2 separate regions of the Gossypium hirsutum genome follow, and region 1 is linked to region 2. A link is a contact called in public Hi-C data. All regions are on one chromosome and are shown on one strand. The core of a region is the stretch at or near the end of the contact, and the rest is flanking DNA. Distances in the headings are between cores, read along the strand shown.

What was found. Hi-C and Micro-C count contacts between places; a contact is called where the count stands out from the background.
Region 1: a Hi-C map of leaf shows a contact between it and region 2, with 3 times the contacts expected there. The contact joins the promoter of LOC107909860 here to the promoter of LOC107909856 in region 2. A contact is called at or near these places in 6 of 34 Hi-C or Micro-C datasets (all in leaf).

Annotation. Positions count from the first base shown.
Region 1 is chrD02:56,586,485-56,593,193 of Gossypium_hirsutum_v2.1, reverse strand. LOC107909860 (stress-associated endoplasmic reticulum protein 2) reads right to left here and starts at 1,826. Exons shown (of 3, transcript XM_016837547.2): 1 at 1,584-1,826; 2 at 812-968; 3 at 300-567. The coding sequence starts at 1,586. The coding sequence ends at 521. It also overlaps the pseudogene LOC107909861.
Region 2 is chrD02:56,365,212-56,372,319 of Gossypium_hirsutum_v2.1, reverse strand. LOC107909856 (histidine kinase 3) reads left to right here and starts at 4,374. Exons shown (of 11, transcript XM_016837543.2): 1 at 4,374-6,010; 2 at 6,439-6,720; 3 at 7,017-7,108. The coding sequence starts at 5,522.

The sequences.
Region 1 (6,709 bases), core at 577-3,076, 220 kb before region 2:
ACACGCTTGGTTCTTAATGAGGCGTGTGAAACTTCTGCTGTCTTGTTGCATTGAGATAATAGTGACACAGGTAAATTGAGCGGTTAAGCTTCCTCTTTTAATAGATTCATTATACTAAACAGGAAATTCTCTACTCAGTGCTAAATTTGATGAATGAGGTTCATATAGAAGCTAAATCTAGCGGGATTGCATGTGAGAAAGCTCGAATAAATAAAAATCTTTACGCATCATCTGCTGAAGCTGTTGGTATAACCATTCAAATACCAAGTTACTCGGGTAACTCGGTTCAACCACTAATATATCAGTTTTTTGTCCATCTCATTGCATAAATGAAAAAAGTAGCAGACAAAGCACAATGACCAGACAAAGAAAGGGGAGGTCTTATTCAAATTCCGAACATTTCACAACGTAAGCATATCTCTAGTAAATATATCATCAGTTTCCCTACAAAACTAACAGAAAAGAAAAGCCCAATGCAAGACCAGTCTCCTCGCAATTCCTTAACACCAGAAGTGCAGACTTATGCCATACCTCCGCTGGTCGCTGTCCTGATAATCTGGAAGAGAGCTGTTACGGTGAATGTAAACGAAGTTGATCAGTAAATCATGACAGACAGGACATGCAGAAAATCTTGACTCTAAATTGTAATTATAGATATTTTAATTTAAGCAAATATCCTTGAAGATTACAATGATGAAATTAACTGAACACCAAGAAAAGCTAAACATATTACACTTTCCAACGAAGAAACCAGACAAATTATCCATACACATCGAATAAGGAAATATGATGGCAAAGAAAGAATCCTTACATGATCCAATGACGACGAATATGAAGAACCCAAGAAGCACAGGACCAACAGGATAATCCTTCCCCTTCTTTGTGGTTGTCTCAGGCACAGCTCCTCTCTTTGTTATGTTCTTTTGGAACTTCTCCACCTTTCTTTCTGCAAGACGCCTTGATGTTGTCTGCCCAAAGCAGAAAAAGTAGGGGGATAAAGTATAAATTTAAATAGAAACAAAGCAATTTTATTTTTCTTTTAGGGAATAAAAGGGTCAGGGTATCCCATGACAGGCCTGGCCTAATTTGGCGATGGATCTTAACATTTATACAAGATTTATGAGAAATATACATGACGTTTCGAATCAGTTTTGAACTGTGAAAATATAATTCGAACTGTTGACCAAAAAATAAGAGACAATTCGAACTATTTGCATATGACAGGTCAACAGTTCTAAATTAATACAATAAGGAAAAGCAATATAAAGACGAATAAATTATTCAAAAGATTTTCGAACAAATACAAGATAAATTGTGAGGCATATATATGCCATTTAGATCTATAATCGCTGAAATCTACAAACGATTTTATAAACACGCTAAAATGTAGATCCATAATCTATATTCGGAAAGGACGGAAGACAAACAAGAAGTTTATATTGGATCCACTCAGATACAAGAAGATCAAGAAAAATAATAATCAAATTAATAGGAAAAATAAATATGAAAACTGTGAAGTGAACCAATTATCAGAAAAAAAATACAAATTAACAGTTTCTTAGAAAAAGAAAATAAAAACTCACCATGATGACGGATAGATCAGATAGCCGGAGAAGATTGAAGAGAGAAAACGCAGGAAAATTGCAGGATCTCGCTAATTCCCTGCGAATTATTTTCTCTCTCGACCTCTCACTTTCTCGCGAAAATCTCCGGATTTGATAGAGGATGTCAGCTATCCGTCCGCTTTATATAGTGCTGAAGACGGAAAAATAAATGATAATTGAAGGTCACGCGTAAGTAGCGTCACCGGCTTCGCTCTCATTGGGCCTGAACCTCAGTCAGAATACGCGGCGCGTTTTCATTGGTTCTTTTTTACACGTAGACGTGTGGGATTTAAGACTTCGCTTAAATTTAAGCCGTTTGTTTTCTTTTAAAGGGTTAATTCAAGCAAACGTCCTCAAATTATGATTCAAATTCTAAATTAGTCTCTAAAGTTTAAATAATATTTTTAATGAATATCCTAACATTTTAATGGACCTCACTATACCCTTGATTCTTTTTCAAATTTTGATACTCCACTTACTTTCCTTTTTATATATTTTTATTGAAAAAATTGTGATAATGATCATACCATTCCAAAATTTTATTGCAAATAGCAGTTTATATACTATATTTTAATTTTTTTTATTAAGGTTTAAATGTATAATTGGAACTCAAATTTTTTTACTTATTTTAAATTAGTGTTTATGGGTTTTTTTCTAAATTGGTATCTTAATTTTTTTTAGGTCAACTAAATCGGTACTTAAATCTAACCCTTGATGTCATAATCTAAAAAAATATTTTTAAAATTATTTCTTTTTTTTTTCTTTAGTTTTCCCTGTGACATTTCTTCCACCCCAATTTCTTTTCTTTTTCCCGGTGACCTTTCTTTTTCCCACTATCCTTTTCTATTCTTTTCTCTACTAAACACGTTTGCTTTCAATGGCTGATTCCAATTCCTCTCCTTCACATTCTGCTATTGCTGCTGCTGCTGCTGCTTCTTTGTTTGACGTAGAAGGTACTGAGAAAATAAAGTTTCTAGACATGGAGGAAACAGGTTCAAATTCGGGCTACAAAGATTCTGATTACCCAATAGACTCGAAATGAAGAACTAGTAACTGAAACCTGACAATTAATAAAGTTTCTGGATAGTTGGATTTTTTTGTTTGTTTCCTGGGAAAATATGAGAAAGAACACAAAAAAAATAGTTTTTTTTTTGTTCACTTTGCTTTCTTTTTAGCTTCTAGGTTTATCTTTGTTTTATATTTCGAGCCTTGGTTCATCTTTTTTTTTTAATTTTCGTATTCAATTTTTTTTTTCTATTTTTTCAGTTTTTGGGTAGTTAGATTTTTTTTATTTGTTTCTTGAGAAAATACGAGAAAGAACAAAAAAAAGGGTAGATGCAGGCAACTCCATTAGATTTTTATCTTTTTACTTAATAAGTTTCTAAGGATTTAAAGCTTTTTATCGAAGAATTCATTTTGTAATTTGTTTGTTTGTTATAGTGGCTATTTATGGTGAAGAAGGATACTATGATTTGCACAATGATTTTTAAACAAATTAGGTACTATTAATTTTGATATTATTGTTTGCTTCATGAAATTGTATCTTACATTACCCTCTTTCTTCTCCTTTTTATTATCACTACTTTTCCTTCCACACAATATTTACAAATAAAACAAAATTGAGAGGTAAAGTAAAATAAACATGGTGGACATATAGCAAGCAGACGAAGTGGAAGGGCCATTACCGATAGTTTCATTTGAGACGGTTGGTCCAATTGGGTTCCCATCACAAGGTTATCTAAGATAGGTGAAAGTGTAGTTCAGCTCAGTTGGTTCAAGCCATGAGTTTTTATGGTTAGTTTGAAAAGGGGAGGGGAAGTTGTGGGAGTTGGTTGATGGTGGCTGAAAAATGGGGAGGAACATGAAAAGGGTTTAAGATATGTGATTTTGGTGGTAATTAGATGGTGAGAAAGTGAGTGAAAATTTTTGGGGTAAGAGTTTTTGACAGAAGAAAGAAGGGAATGTGAAATCATGAGTTTTTGATAGAGGAAAGAAAGTAGGAATGATGAAGAAAAAGAAAAATAAGAAAAGAAAATAAAAAGGAAAGAAAAGGGGGGGATAAAAAAAGAAAAACAAAAAGAAAAAGAGGTATAAGAGGACGTCACGTGGCATTGCACGATTGGCTAGTAAGTAAAAAGTTAACGGCATTAGACTTAGGTACCAATTTAGTTGACAAAAAAAAATTTAAGTACCAATTTGGAAAAAAAATACCATAAGTACCAATTCAGGAGAAGTGAACAAATTTGAGTATTAATTTTATATTTAACCATTTTATTAAAAAATAAGTAAACTGGTCTCTTTATGTTAGATGAATGAATGAAATAGCCTTTCTATTAAATGCTTACTTTGATATTTTATATTTAAGGCATAATAGTAAATGTAGCCATCAATTTTTATATACTTATTTAATTTGACCTCTATTTTTTTTATTGGGAATAAATTGACTCTCCACTTTTCATTGGTGATGTGACATTTTTTTATATACCATATTAATAAATAATTTAAAAATTATAAAAAAATAAATAAATAAAAATTATATTTAAAAATTATAAAAAACTCTTCAAAATATAAAAAAAAGTAAAAGTAAAAATTTATAAAAGAATTTTAAAAATGCAAAAGAAGTTAAAAGGTTTTTTATTTAAAAAAAAAGAGCTCGAAAGGAAAATAAAAAAAGAAAGTAAGAGAAGTTTTATAGTAGTTTGTCGTTGTCGTTTTTCTTTTAATATTAGTGTAAACTGTTCTAATGCTAGCCTTAGCCCTTATTCTAGCATGTTGTTGGATTTTTAATGGTAATTTATTAATTTATTTATTTGTTATGATACGGTGGTACCCCGTATACTTCACATTATTATTACTTTAGTATTGTTTGAAAGGAAAAATAAACAAAGTGAAGAAAGCTTTGTAGTTTATCTATAATCTATAATAGATAAATGATATAAGTTTACAGAAGGTTTTGAGTTGACGAAAATATTATTTGTTGTTAATTATATTATTAAATTAAAAATATTTTTAATCTATAAAAGTTAGAGTATGGAGAAGTTTTTGAACTAAATAATATAACTTTTGTTGTTTATTTTAATTATTATTAATTATTAAATTTATCATATTTACAAATAAGAGTTTTAATATTTTTAAAATAATTAGTTAAAAATTTAATTGATAAAAAAATTTGTCATGATTATAAATAATAATTTTAATTTTATCAAAAGACTTTACTTAAATGAAATTATATAATAACAAATTTAAAAGTTAATTTTATATTTAAATTTTGATTTGCCATGTTTTACTATTGATTACTTAATTGGATAACATAATGATGACCTCGTATGTATTGATGTACATCCTACTTGAGAATTGCTATATGGTGTTGTAATGAACTTTGAATTGAGTAACTACATGAGTAAGAAAAAACGAGAATTTTGGTAGGAATCTTGAATGTATTAAATGTCTTAATTAAAATTTTACTTGATAGAATGATTAGGATACGATTAAAATGTTAATAGGGATTAGTGGCACGCTTTTGATTGAAAATTATGGTTAGAAGATTATAGTGTATATTATCTTATGACATAGCGTTTCGGCGTAAGCTGTTGTGCCCCTCTCTATATATATGTATATTTGGTGTGATAAATGCACTTGTAGTGCAACATACGTGTGGTGTATTGAATGGATAATCTCAAGTGTTTGAGTCATATTTTATTTAAGTTATTAAAGGCTAAAAAATTAAATGTGTGTTTAAATTAGTATAATGAGAAAGTGAAATGAACCTAAAAATTCTAAAAGGAGGATTTAATTCATTGATGTAATAAGCATGTATGGGGTGTGTCTCGCATTTTCGGGCAAACCAGAGATGAAATAGAATCGACATCACGAGGATGAGGAGCATGACATCGTGACGTTGTGATAGACGATGCCCTGACGAGGCAATATGCCACTTCACGACGTGGCGACGTGCATTCAACTTAAACGAGATTTCTTCTCTCAGTTAAACTCTATTATCTTTTCCCAGTTGAACTCTGGTTATTCTAGGGATAATTTAGTCATATATGTACATGAATTTTAGCCTATAAAAAGGCCTTAGTAACCCTAGAATTTACATCTTCATCACATTAAGATTAAGAGAAAATCAAAAGAGTTTTAATGGAGCTTCGTGTTTTATCCAGAAAGCTTTGTTTTTTTGGAATTCAGGGGTTTCTATTTTTGGTTATCTCTATAGCACCCCATTCCTGACCCTTAAGGAGGATCCAGAAAAGGTGCGTTATGACCTTAAAGTATTTTCCTTTCAGAAATGTAATTGACGGTAGGGGTGTTCAGTCGGTTAACAGACTGGTTAACCGACCCGAAATAATATTAACCGAATTAACCAACCTTTCAAAATTTTTAACCATTAATCGAACCGAAATTATTTCAAAAAAATTAACCGAACCGAAATTTTTTCGGTTAATTCGGTTAACTGACCGAATTAACCGAAAATTATATGTTTTTTTTATTTTTGGTTAAAAATTAACCGAATTATCCGAATTAACTGAATTACCTGAAGTAACCGAATTAACAGAATTACCCGAATTACCCGAATTAACCGAATTGAATCACTACATAATTAAAAACATTACATAAGTCTTTGAATCACCAACATTAAATAAGTTTTGAAATTAACACATAATTGAAATTTTATTTTTATTTATTAAATTATTTGTAATTTTTATGATTGGGTTGGGTTAGGTTGGGTAATTGGGTTGGGTTGGATACTTGGGTTTGGATTGGGTTTAGGTGAATAGTGGGCCTATTTATATATTATAATTTTATTTATTAATTTTTCGGTTAAACCAAAAAAATTTGGTTAACCGATCGGTTTCGAACTGAATTAACCATTAACCAAAAAATCAAAAAAATAATTAACCGACCCTTGACTGAAAAAATTCAGTTAACCAACCGATTAGGTTAATTGGTCGGTTAACCAAATTTTTTCGATTTTACTCGAATTTTGCACACCCCTAATTGACGGAACCTCAAGTTTACAAAAACAATTAGGTATATGCTATAGTAGTAATATATAAAACATTTAAGCTTAAGGACCAAAACACTTTTCAAACATAAAACTTCAT
Region 2 (7,108 bases), core at 3,125-5,624:
GCCTAACTCCAATAAGCCTTTCGCCCCAAAAAATTGTGACATTCAAAATTATTTCATGAAAAAAATTAAGTTGTAGAAGTGAAGGGAAAAAAGAGCTTTTAATTGATGTATATGGTGCAAATAAACCTGACCCGAAGGCCCGCCCAAGATGTGGGAGAGTTTAGGTAAAAATATAGGCTCGAAAAATAGGCTTAGACAAAAAAAACCCGTTTAAAAAACGGGTCGGGCCTCGGGTAAGGCATTTTTAGCCTGAGCCCGGCCTAGCCCGGCTCGAATTCACTAAAGGACAAAAAAAATCTGCTCCATTTTTTTTGTTTTTGAATGTTATTTTCTTGTTGTTTTCTCCCTATTTTACTATCATTTTACTATTTTGTTGTTATTGTTTGGATATTATATAAAACTTATTTTATTGTTAATTTTGTTATTATTTTAAAGACATTTGTTAATTTTATTATTATTTTAGAGACATTTACTTGTTAAGTTGCATTTATCTTAGTGTTATTTAAGTCTATATATTTTTAAAATTGATTTTTAATTTGTTGAAAAATAATTATTTTGATGTTTGTAGTATTTTTGATGTATTATATATATTTAAAAATTATATAAAAATAATATAAAAAATTAATACGAGTGGGTCGGCTCGGGCTCAGGCCTAATAAATGGGCTTGAATTTTTAGTTGAGCCCGACCTGGCCCATGAGCACCTTTAGGTGCAAATAAAGAATGTCATATAACAACGATTTTAATAGTCTAATTACTTAAATAGAAACTTTTAAATAGTGACCATGTAACTTTTTAAAATTAAATAATCAACACATAAAAATATTAATATTTAATGAATTATATTAATTGATAACAATAAGAATAACTTTTATTGTATTGCTATGGAGAAAAAGAAGAGCTTTTACGAACTCACATAAAACTCAAAGCCCCGACACAAGCGTCCAGAAACGGAAAAAGACAAGAGGCAGCTGCAAATAGATGTAGATAAATGTAATAAATGAAGGCAAAGTCCATTATAGAGTTGAAAACGTGGGAGATTTTGATTGGCTATGAGGAAGAGAGAAGTCGATAAGCCAGAGTGGTCGACTCTAATGGCGTGTTTCGATAGATTTAGCTTCGCTCCATTATTTTTCATTAATTAATATGTGATTTATAAGTTAAATTTTAAATTTAGTACGAGTTTTATACATTTAATAAATTTAATTGAGTGGATCTTATTTGAATAGAATTTTCTATTAATAGATAAAAAGTAATTGAGTGATCTTATTTGAATAGAATTTTTTTTAAAATTATTTATATTAAGTTTTTTAAAATTTTAAAAATAAATTTAATTGTTTAAGTAAACTTAATGAAAAAATTGAAAATTTTTGATGAATTTTAATAGAGAATTTAAGTGGCATAATTTCCTTTCTCAAATTCTTTTTAAATATGTGTTTTTTCATTATTTTATTTTTACTGTGCATGCTCTGCTATGAATTTTTTTATATATTATTTACTTAATTTTAATATATATCTTAAAATTTTATTTATTAAAAATATTTATAAATTTTTACAAATCTAATCACAATTTTATAGATTACTATTTTAATAATTTGTAAAATTGTAGTAACCCAAACAATCATTAATAAAAGAGGAAGTGAGCTGTCCAGTAATATTTGATGGCCTAATCACCACTTTAGTGACATTGCCTTGATTAAAGTCTGCCACCGCTTTTTATGTTTTTTTTTAACTGCCCTTAATTACTCTTTTACTACTACATTATCGCTCATTCATATTTCTTTTTATTTACAAAAATAATCTAATTTCTTTGGAACCTTTAAGCATTTAGTAGATCTCCATTACCATTAAACAAAACATAAAACTCTCTCCACATTTACAAAACATTTTATTTGACAGATCATTTAATTAATTAATTTTTTTTCATACTATAAATTGGGGGAAAGAGATTAATAATGGACTTATCATTACCCGTCAGTTTTCCTCTTATTTTGGGGGAAACAGAATTTCATTGTCAAGCGTGTAATTCAGTGGAGTTTCAATTTAAAATGTAGACCAATTTTTTTTTTAAAAAAATTATAATTTAAAATCCAGTTTTAATTTCAAAAATCTGTTCGCTCTCATTCAACCATATGATTTCTTTTAATGAAAAACGAGTTTCATTCTTACACTTACTTTTAGATTTTATTTGTTGAAAAAATGTAAAATGAAGATTTTATTAATTAGAAGATTAAAGTTTATAATTCAATTTAAAAAAAACCAATTCATTTTCTACTTGTTTAATCATTAGTCTTAAACAATTTTTTTTTTAAAATTAGGATATTCATTATTGATAGTAGTGATTAATCTTAGTCGTAGATACTTTTCAAAAAGATAAATAACTGATCATGAAATGTGCTCAATTCTCATAGATGGAGATCAAACCCTTGATCTCAATGTTAAGGGATAAGACAAGTAACCACCATGCCACACCTCATGACTAAAAAAATACAAATTTTTTATTCTCATTGAAATGGTTGGTATCAACAGTGTAATTCTAGTATATATATTTAAACACTTTATTGAATTGATATAACTTTTAATCGAGTCATCAACTCAGTTTGAAATTACAAAAATATTCCCTATTTTACATTATAGATGCTTATATTTAAATACTTTACTCAATTAGTGTCACCCTTAATTGGGTCATCAACTAAATTATAAAATCATAAAGATGTATATTCTTTTAAATTATAATTAATATTAGGGTAAACTATCTCATTAGTCACTTTAAATAGTAGTCATTCTTATTTTGGTCACTCCAAAAAAAGAATTTGATCAAATTAGTCACTCCACCATAAAATGGTAACGAAAAAACTACTGGTACATTTTCATGTATTGTTTGAGGTGACCAAAATAGGAATGACCTTATTTAGAAAGACTAATAGATATTTTTTCCTAATATTAGTGTGACTAACATGGAATGCATAGTTAGCATTCCAATACCATTTATTAGTACTTGATCAATTTAATCAATTTCTTTTTTGGGTGACCAAATTACAAAAAAAAATTAGAGTGATCAAAATAAGAATTACTCCTATTTAGAGTGACTAATGGGGTAGTTTACCCTTAATATTATTATGATTGCTCTTTTGTTTTTTTTTTATTAGTTTATATCATCTTTAAATAAGAACATTACAAATTACAAATCCAAGGATCGAATGCATTTAATAGTATTAAAATAAAAAATTATTACCACCCCACTTATATTCATTATTAAATAAAATTTAAAAGAATATATTTTTAACATAACATATATCTTTATCTATGTATTTATTATCTTCGACTTTAATTGAGGTGATGCCACTCATCAATCAAATTTCAACCCAGTTGAGAGATTACTAAAAATACATTTTTTTTATATAAAGTAAGTTATATTATTATGAGAGTATTTTTGCTCATTTAAATTTTTATAAATCAATTAAAATTTATACACAATAAAATTAAAAAAAAACACACTATAAAATTAAAATTTGCATTTCAAGTTTCAACCAAAGCATCATAAACTTTTAATAAGTATATTTTGTTACATAATATTTTTTTTCATCTACATTATGGGTGTCATAATCTAGTTATACTTAAAATTTCTAATATAATTGGTGTCACGAATTAACTGAATTAGATTTTAAATATTGAACTTTATCATTTCAATTAAAATTTCATTTAATTTTTATATAAAATTTTAATAATATATTCTTTTAAAATTATTTCCCAAATGTACCATAATTTAATATATATTATTTTTCAACGTCCTTAAACATACAAATGGAAAAAAAACTCAAAAAATTTATATTTAATTTTTTTAGAAATTTATATTTGTTTTATGAATAGCACATAAATTAACACATTGTTAATAAATAATAAGATGTTAATTAAAAACTATTATTTTATTTATTTATAATAATTTTAAATGGGTAATTTATTTATGGATGATGCAAAATAGTATTGATTTATATATTTATTATTAAATTTATAAAATAGGGTAGTTTTATATCTTTTCATAATTATTATTATGGATATTTTAACAATTTAACCATTAAATTTTTCAATATATTTGTTCTTGTCATACAAGCAAACTTTTGAATCGATCAATATTTCTATCATATTGATCTAAAATATTATCTATATTAATATATATTTAGTTGTTTGAATTTTTTTTTCATAAAATGAATAGTTGGAAAATTTTAATTTATGCCGAACTTAACATACATGATCGAAGAATGGATATGACGGTTGGATTGACATAATATTAATCATATAAAAATTATAAAATTGTGTAAAACTATTTTTATTTTACACCGGTATAAATAAATCACCAATGATACTTAAATATAAAAAATATGGTTTTCTCATTTTATGCTGGGGGAGGTTCCAACTCTTATTAATTGAATTAGTTCATAAATTAAATAAAAGGGGAAAAAAAGAAAGAATAAGATAAGATTGCATTAGTGAACAGTGATAGTAGTAGAAAATGAAATGTTAAATTAAATACATTTGTAAGCATTGAATTTAAATTCATATTATTTTTTTGAGTAAAATAGTAGTAGTATTATTAAATTAGGGGGGGTTGGGGTGTCGTGAATGGTATGGGTAGAGATAATGGCCTATGCTAGCAGACATTTCTACAACCATATTCTTCTCATCTTCCTTTCATAGATTCTTTCAATCGTTGATGTCCATTAATCCCACTCTTCTTATGTTCTTCTTTTCCCTCTTCAACTACAGCAGCAAAGTGTCATGTTTAGTAAATAATAAGATTACTTTGTATTAAAAATCAGCTCGAAAATTCTGTTGATAGATCTCAACAGGGTGTTGTTACAGGTGAAGTTTGGGTCTGGGGGATCAAACAATAAAATCCACATGTTTAATTGCTGTCTTGGTGCTTGATTTTAGGAATTTAAGGATTTCCTGTCAGATTCTTTTGGCTTGAGGAAGATTATGTTAGCTAAGTTTTTATTGATTTGATATCTAGTTTTGGAACCCTTTTGTTTTTCTGGACATTTTGGCCTAGTCTTTTTCTTGTTCTGGGATTTGGGTGGTGGTTAGAAAATTGAAACTCAGAATCTAGAGGGATTCTTTCATTCTCTCTCTTTCTCTTTTTCTTTTATGGTAATTGTGAAAAATTTCCATGGTCTTCCTCAATTCAAGGTCCTATATCTTGCATTTCTCAGTTATTAGAGGGTGTAGTGCTGGATAAGATGGCATCTTTTGTTTTTTTTCTTTCCCGCACGGTTACAACACCTTCTGTCTTGTAGTCAATTTGGAGTTTGCTGGGTTTGTTTTTTTAAATATTTTATTCTCTTATCCCAAGGTTCTTGAGGTTTTCTGGTGATGTTGGATTTTACTAGACAGTTTTCTATAGATTTGACAATGGGTCTCTCTCTTTTCTAGCTGGAATTAACAAGCAAGTAAGACCCACTTTCAGGCTAAGGGCGGGGGTTACTGTTTGCTTAGTTAGCTGGTAATTGGTCACTGTTTCTTGGATGAGTTTGCTCCATGTATTTGGGTTTGGTTTAAAGGTGGGGCATCTGGTTTGGATGTTATGTTGCTGGATAGCATCTATGATTTTAATGAACTGGTCCATTAATGGTGAATTTAAGGACCCCAAGGCTGGTCTCCTTGGTGATAGTGGTAGCAAGATGTGGTTCAAATGTTGGGATGAAATCTCAAAGTATAGCTTCAAGATCCACCATCAGTACTACCAGTATATTGGTTCCAAGAGAGTTGGCAAGTCTTGGTCGAGAAAGCTCTTGTTTTCATGGGTAATTGGTTGGACCTTGGCTTCTATTTGGATCTTCTGTTGTATGAGCTCTCAAGCTACCGAAAAGCGCAAGGAGATGCTCGCTAGCATGTGTGATGAGAGAGCTAGGATGTTGCAGGATCAATTTAATGTCAGCATGAACCATATCCAGGCTCTCTCTATTTTGATCTCAACTTTCCACCATGGGAAATACCCCTCTGCTATTGATCAGGTAATCCATATCCTCTTCTTCCAACTTTTTCTTAGCATTTTTTTTGTGCTTGATTGCGAATTGTTTAGTGTCTTCTTTGCCTTGTGCTCAAATCAAACTGTGAAATCTTGTTGCTCTTTTTTTATTATTTTTATTTTTTAAATTTACTATGAAATTCAATCTAATTGCCAATTAAATTGATCTAGGTTAATCTTGGCTTCTCATTTGATGTGATTGATTGCCTGTTATTATACATTTTCAACCATAATGGTTGCTCCTGAATTTTAGATCAAATAAGAATTTTGGCAACTTGATACATGTTCCTCCTTCAGTATGTTAAGCGTGGTTATTTAACATTACGACCAAAGAGATATATGTGTGTTCTAAGTTATGAATTATGATCACTTGTGTTTTATTCAACAAAGGAAACTCACTCTAAGAACCTGTAGAGGACTTTTGCGAGGTACACAGAACGAACTGCTTTTGAGAGGCCCCTCACAAGTGGTGTGGCATATGCTGTAAGGGTGCTCCACTCTGAAAGGGAACAATTTGAGAGGCAACAGGGCTGGACTATTAAGAGGATGGATACCCTTGAACAAAATCCAGTTCACAAGGATGACTATCATCCCGACTTCTTGGAACCGTCGCCAATTCAGGAAGAATATGCTCCTGTTATCTTTGCCCAGGATAGCGTTTCACATGTGGTTTCTATTGATGTGCTGTCTGGAAAGGTGAGTTCCTTTACTATTTTCTAAAAGGTTCTAGTGATTCCTTCAGTAGCCATGGTCCATGGTGATGAAATTCACTGGAAGTTATGCTATTCTGATTTAAAGAAAATAACATAGAAGAGAAACCTTACTTTTATTAAGCATAGCAAGATTAAACCAACTAACTTTATAACTTCCTAGTTCGAAAGAATACCAAGTGTTTTCAATCTTTTAAGAGCTGAGACTTTTTCAAGAAATAATATTGAGTCTGTTCATTACAATCTTCAGTTGTGAATCTTTAGTCTCTTGCATATCAACAGGAGGATCGTGAGAATGTATTGCAGGCAAGAAAATCAGGAAAAGGGGTGCTCACAGCTCCTTTTAGATTACTCAAAACAAATCGTCTTGGAGT